Linked DNA regions of Mus musculus: region 2 is linked to region 1. Evidence: chromatin contacts called from public Hi-C data. All regions are on one chromosome and are shown on one strand. Each heading gives the region's core, a stretch centred on a gene start, on an enhancer-like site or on the middle of the called end of the contact. The rest is flanking DNA. Distances are from core to core; before and after follow the strand shown. Region 1 overlaps Jak1 (Janus kinase 1). Region 2 overlaps Pde4b (phosphodiesterase 4B, cAMP specific).

Region 1 (3,003 bases), core at 199-2,698:
ACATTTCTGAGATTATCAGTTAGCATAAAGCATATCAAGCCATAATGTTCAATGTGCTACTTAGCACAAATATTCAAAGATTTGATTCATGCAAAGAGATGTCAGAAAAACAGTGCAGCAGCCAAACAAGATATATGAAAGCATATAAAATAGCATTACAGTTAGGTGAGGTGGAACATGCCTGTAATCTCAGTACTTGGAGGTACTTGAGGAAGGAAGAACATGAGTTTGAGGCTAGCCTGAGCTACACACAGCAAGACTGTGCTTCAAAAACAATGTCCCAAATCAGTACCAGGTGCCTACAACCGACTCGGATCATCAGGAAGGCGTACCTGATGTCTTTGGGAAGTTCCGGCAACTGCATCTTCTTCATCATGGCATAGTGGGAGATGGCCAGGACCGCCATGCCCAGGCACTCATTTTCAATATCATGTCCGTCTTGCTCCGTCTTGGGGTCCCGAATGGGAGCCAGGCATTTGATCAAATCATACTGTCCCTTGGGAGCAGAGAAGAGAAAAACTGAGTCACCACCTAAGCTTCAGGAGCCACCATGCTGACCTAGAGAGAAGAGCTGGCCAAAATGCCACCCAGCAAAGAGAAGCATCAGTGTGTCTCCAGGATCAAGGCTGTTCCCACTCAAGTGGAGCACAAGGCAGCTAAGAATATGTTCTCCTAGATGACTTCATTCATTCATTCATTCATCCATTCATTTAGTGAGTATTTACTGAGTACCTGTCAAGGTGCTGGTGAAGAACACAGATTCACAGCGCCCCCCCCCCCCCTTCATGGGGCCTCTAAATTAACAATGCCTAAACACTGTGACTATTAGGTCTCAACTGCAAGGCAGGTGACACGGGCTGACAGCATTAATTTCATAAATATGTACTATTATGGGTTTGGAGACAGGGGAAGGAGTTACATTCCACAGAGCATCATTACCACAAACCATTAGTTTGTTCCGTATGTGTTATTCACATTTCTAGTACAGAAGAACGCCATGAGAGCACACTATCTCACAGATGGAGCGAGGAACATAGCATTCCACAAACCAATGGGGACTTTACAAACAAACAAAAAATAAAATAAAGTATGTAAAACTGGACTAGAACCAGTACCCACAGCTAGCCTTGCTCAGAGCAATGATGGGCAGTGCAGGCTCACACTCCCTAGCCGCTAAGCTCCCTCCCTGCCAGACATGGGAGTTGTTCCTTTACTTCACCTTAGTCCTCACAACAGCCCTGTCAGAGTCCCACTAGGGGAGGAATCTAACTGAGCACAACATCCGGTCCGCTCTGAAGAAGAGAAACAGGAAGCACTAATGTTAGATGCTTGCAAAAAAAAAAAAAAAAAAAAAAAAAAAAAAGGCGAGCCCGATCCTGACTCAGGGCGCCTTTCCTCAACACTCCCACAGCCCACCACTCTCTGCTAGGCATTCCCACGCCGAGGAGGCTGAGCTTCCCAGCTGCTTTCTATCCAGGCAAGAGCGCATCTGGCAGAGTGGCTTCTACTGACTCACTTCCCCTGAAAGCACTTCTCAGTTTCACATTACTGTTTTGCTTTGTTTTCTTAGGGGTGAGATAGGCTGAAGTTCTTTCTGTCCATAGTAGGAGGTTTTTTCTTTCAGGTTAAAGCAAGGTCACTGGCCATTTCCACAAAGTTTTGAGAAAGAACAAGAATTTATACCAACAGTACTGGAGGAGCAAGAACTCTGATGGATGCTGAGATCTTGGAAGAGGAGGGAGAACCTGACTGTGAGCGCTCTAACCTCAAGTAACTGACACTGAGTCTCCTGAAGGTGAGACTCTAAAGCAAGGATGGAGCCATCCTTGAAGCAGGGCAATCTCCTCCTTTCTTCCTGAGTTCTCCCAGTTCAAGCCGCTCCACAGGCTCTATCACTAAAGTCTGTCCCTTTCTGCTCTTTTTTGTTTAAGTCAGTCTCACTGTGTAACCCAGGCTGACTTCAAACTCACCACCTGAGTCTTTAAAGTGCTGAGATTACGGCACTTCACAAGTCTGAGATGGAATGCCTGACCCTCATGATTTTCTGTGCACTATCTATGTGATATTTACAAACTCACTGTTTCTTTTTGTCTCACTTGAGGATATAATGGGGGCACACAGAAACCATATTGTTTCGTCCAAGTACCCAGGGTCTTGACAAATACAACCGCAGAAAGCAAACAAGACACGGACACCTGTGTAACTTGATGTTACATCAATGAATTGATATGAAGCCATTAAAGATGAGTCGATCTGGGACAAGATCTCACAATAACCATGGCCCTGTGTGTGTGTGTGTGTGTGTGTGTGTGTGTATGTGTGTGTGTGTATGTGTATACAGACCAGGCTGGCCTCAACTTTGCTATAGTTCTGCCTCTGACTATAAAGGTACACATCACCATGTCCAGCCAGATCACTATTTATAATGGATATCTAAAAAATGAGAAGGAAGATGAAAATAAGATGAATAAAGATGCGGTTTATAAATAACATGGGCATTATGGTATTTCCAAATGCAGTATACATGGGGTAATAGAAAATTGACATTGAAATCAGGAAACATTGCATCAAACATGCTAGCTATCCCGAAGCAATGCAATTCCAGGCACCTCCAGCCTCTCTTGGCCTGGCTGCTACCTCACTTCCCTTCAAAAGCTACTCTGTGCCCTCTCATGTAGAATACAGCTGATAAGCAAAGTGGTAGAAAGCAGTGGAAAGAAAGTAACTGGTGTGGAAGGCCCATAGCTAGGAGCCTACGGCCTTCCCAGTCACCTGGGCATCTGAGAACAGGCCATAAAGTGCCACTAAGCACAACTGCACAGGGACTCTGAGCCCCACCAGGCCTCACACTCCTCACAAACTTTAGATCTCCTAGCTCAAGCTCCCTACCTGTGCAAACAGATACTCCAGTGAACTGGCATCAAGGAGTGGGGTTGCTTCTGGAACCCTTTTCTTCTCATAGCCGTTTTTCTGCTTCTTTGGAGAATGTCGCCATACAGACTG
Region 2 (3,003 bases), core at 262-2,761, 1.3 Mb after region 1:
CTTTACTTCGTTTCTGCATTAAGCAAGAACAGTCAGGCAGGATTACAACACACGGGCAAACAGAAATAAGATCAACCATCTTATCAAAGACCCTGGCCACTCAGGACAAAGGAGGTCCCGAAGGAAATTACAAAAAAGAAAAGGGGAAAAATAAAAATAGCAGACATTTTCTTCAGTGTTCGGTATGATGTGTGTAACCTGGAATTCTGGGACAATCGGCTCAGTTACACCCATATATAAAGAGCCTTTATATACAAATAGAAGTCATAAAATAGAACTATACCAGAAAAGCTGGGAAATTCTCAAGATAGTGCCCCAAATGGTTTGAAAGAGCCTGTTTTGTCTAAAATAGCCATCCTATAAACATTTACCCCAGAACATGGACGCTGAACTGCCTGCAATGATTTGCAATGATTTCATATATGTCTAAATTTAAGGATGGCTAACTGCAAAATCATTAGTAAGGCAGCTAAAGTGAGAATGGTAAAAACTGTTCCCTTGAGCAAACACAGCTAAAAATAAGGTCTTGCTTATTAGTGGCCACGTTCCCTTGTTCAGAATTAATTTCTTCATTTAGCAGGAAAAGTTTTTTTTCCTCATATTAATCAGGACCTGGGGGACCAGCAGCATCTAGTCCCTTAGCATTTGCAGAAAGAGCCAAGTCCGTTCCTCACAGACTCCACATCGTGTTTTCGCGCTGCTGAGAGACACTGTCCACCCCCTCCCCCTGAAAGCTGGAATCATGCATGTTAGTAAGTATTTCAGTTATGCCATTGACGTCAATGGAGTCATTAAATAGATTGCTGGCCCTCCCAGAGGCAAATCACTGCCAGGGACCTAGATACAGACACTTTTTTTTTTTTTTTTCAAAGACAGCCATCAGGTTTTGCTATGAGAGAGAACGAAAAGTTTACACTGTAGCCGACTGTCTCCAAACAGTTTCTTTTTGCCCTTTGCATTTTGTTCCGGCCTTTCTTTCTCTTTGGTTACAGTAGACTCCAAAAGACACCCAGATATTATTGCCTAAATGTTTTGTGCACAAATGGATCTCCTGTAATTGAGACCATAGAGGAAGATACTGAACTTTGAAAAAAAGGAGTCTCTAGTTTGCTCTGTTCAGCCCATCTTGATGTTAATTCAGGGGCATACATTGTTCTAGCCAAATCACTGTTGTCTGCTACTGAAGTTGTTTGACGTTTGGATCCTTAAACAAACAGCGTCCTTCAAAGAGGCACACAGATTGCCTTTTCTGCTGCCTCTGCACGGCTCAAAGCTGTAGCCCTCATCTCTGAATCAATCTTTCTGCAGCTGTTTCGGGCTGTGGCACTGAGCCTCTGTAGCGAAGGGTGGAGGAGGAAGCCAGGAAGACAAACTGGTTCTCAGGGCTGTCTCATCTGCAGCAGTGTACCCACAGGAGGCTATCCACGTGCCTGTGTCCTCCCAAACCCCAGCTGCTGCCCGCCTCAAGCCCGATCACGTAGCAGCTTCCAGGCCTGTCGGAGAAAAGCCCTTCGGGACACAGCTGCCTCTTCCTGGGAATGCCTGCAGGCTCTGTTTACCTGAGCTGCAGCTGGAATGTCTGCCAAGGACTCGCTCCACACCTGGACTTTTCTACCACTGAGGCTCAGAGCCAGAAAGCTACCTTCATCATCTCTTCAGATCTGGCTCCCTTCATCTACCATGCAGGCTATAAAACTTACTTCTTACTACAGTCCTTGCCCCTCCAGTCCATGGATGGTTCCCTTCCTTTATTTATCACTGGGGTGTATAGAAATGCTAGACACTTGAAACTTTTGGTAACCCTTCTTGAGTTACGTGGAGACCCAGGTTCCATGTCCTCCCTGCTCTGTTCCCTTGTTCTGCAGTTCCTGGCTTGGGAGAACCAAAACTGCACCGTCTTCATCCATTTCTCTCTCATTGCCAGGACAGCCAGCTCCTTTAACCACTTCTTTCTAGTCTTTTCTTCTCTCCCGGCATAAAGGACTTTGTTTTCCTGTACCCAAAACATTATGGTCATCTTCCAACGTGGTTTGTTGTCCACAGTGTTTGCACGTTCTGACCCAACCTTCTTTCTGATCTAGCATGCTTCTTCTAAGCCCCATTATTGATTGTTTTGTTATTGTCTTGTTTTGATTTTGGGTGGTGTGTGTGAGTGTGCATGTGTGGGAGTGTATGTGCATTCGTGCGTGCATGCATGCATGCGTGCGTGCATGCATGTGTGCGTGAGTGCATGTGTCCTTGTCTCCCTTATTGCCTTACCCCTACATTGCTCAATTCATGGTTGTGTGAGATAAATATGCCAGCCTCCTGCCTCCTATCTTTCCACACTGACTCTTTTCCCAGGGCTGTATATGTTTTTTTTGCTTCTTCAATTCTTGAGTGACGATTAAAATAAACATGTATTTTCAATAAAAGGCCTGGTATATAGTATATATTTAGAAAATACCACATGATTTATCCATTTCCATCTGGAATGTACATTTTTATCATTTGAGACTACTTATCTGACATCTTCAGATTATGTCCCTATAATGTCCTATTCAATTATTATCTCAGAAACTTTTAATCAGTGTCTCAAAATCTCAAAAATAGTACTTGAAATATCTTGTTTTCTTCCCTAACCGAAGCATGAGTATCTCAAATGCATAGACAAATCCTCTAGTTTTGGGCTTCCAACTAAGAATGTAAAACCTAACTGATGCCCAGTAAACACTAATGGAATGAGCAAATAGCAGTGAATGATTGCCCAAGCTTGAGTCCGAAACATCGGAGGAGCTCGGCTGCTTCCTTTGCTTTGTTCAGGCTTGCCTACATCTCTGCTGACTCTCAGAACATGCGCACAGTGCTGAAATCCCTGGCTAACCTTGATGGCATGTGACGCTCAAAGCACGTGAAGTGAAGCCTGTGCTATCATTTCAGCATGAAGTAACAAAGTTATAAGAAATAGAAAGAAGCAAAATGACTAAATACATGCAGCTTATCATAATAAACGATAACATTCTC

Evidence for each region. A called contact is a pair of places that touch in the nucleus more often than the background predicts.
Region 2: a contact with region 1 is called in a Hi-C map of CD4 T cells, with 2.8 times the contacts expected there. The contact joins two enhancer-like sites. A contact is called at or near these places in 4 of 484 Hi-C or Micro-C datasets (CD4 T cells, CD8 T cells and regulatory T cells) and 1 of 9 other capture datasets (liver).

The regions. Positions count from the first base shown.
Region 1 is chr4:101,181,448-101,184,450 of GRCm38.p6, forward strand. It overlaps Jak1 (Janus kinase 1), which reads right to left. Exons shown (of 25, transcript NM_146145.2): 5 at 2,890-3,003; 6 at 333-496. Among named protein-coding and RNA genes, the nearest start is that of Gm24468, 3.8 kb to the right of the region's middle. Within about 2 kb of position 1,449, at least 132 of the 459 cell types and tissues checked have an H3K27ac peak or open chromatin away from gene starts, as enhancers often do. A contact at or near this core is called in CD8 T cells and regulatory T cells, where this site is marked.
Region 2 is chr4:102,510,315-102,513,317 of GRCm38.p6, forward strand. All of the region lies in intron 5 of Pde4b (phosphodiesterase 4B, cAMP specific), which reads left to right. Gm52668 (a long non-coding RNA gene) reads right to left here. Exons shown (of 3, transcript XR_003955083.1): 3 at 1-13. Among named protein-coding and RNA genes, the nearest start is that of Gm52668, 3.7 kb to the right of the region's middle. Within about 2 kb of position 1,512, at least 242 of the 459 cell types and tissues checked have an H3K27ac peak or open chromatin away from gene starts, as enhancers often do. A contact at or near this core is called in CD8 T cells and regulatory T cells, where this site is marked.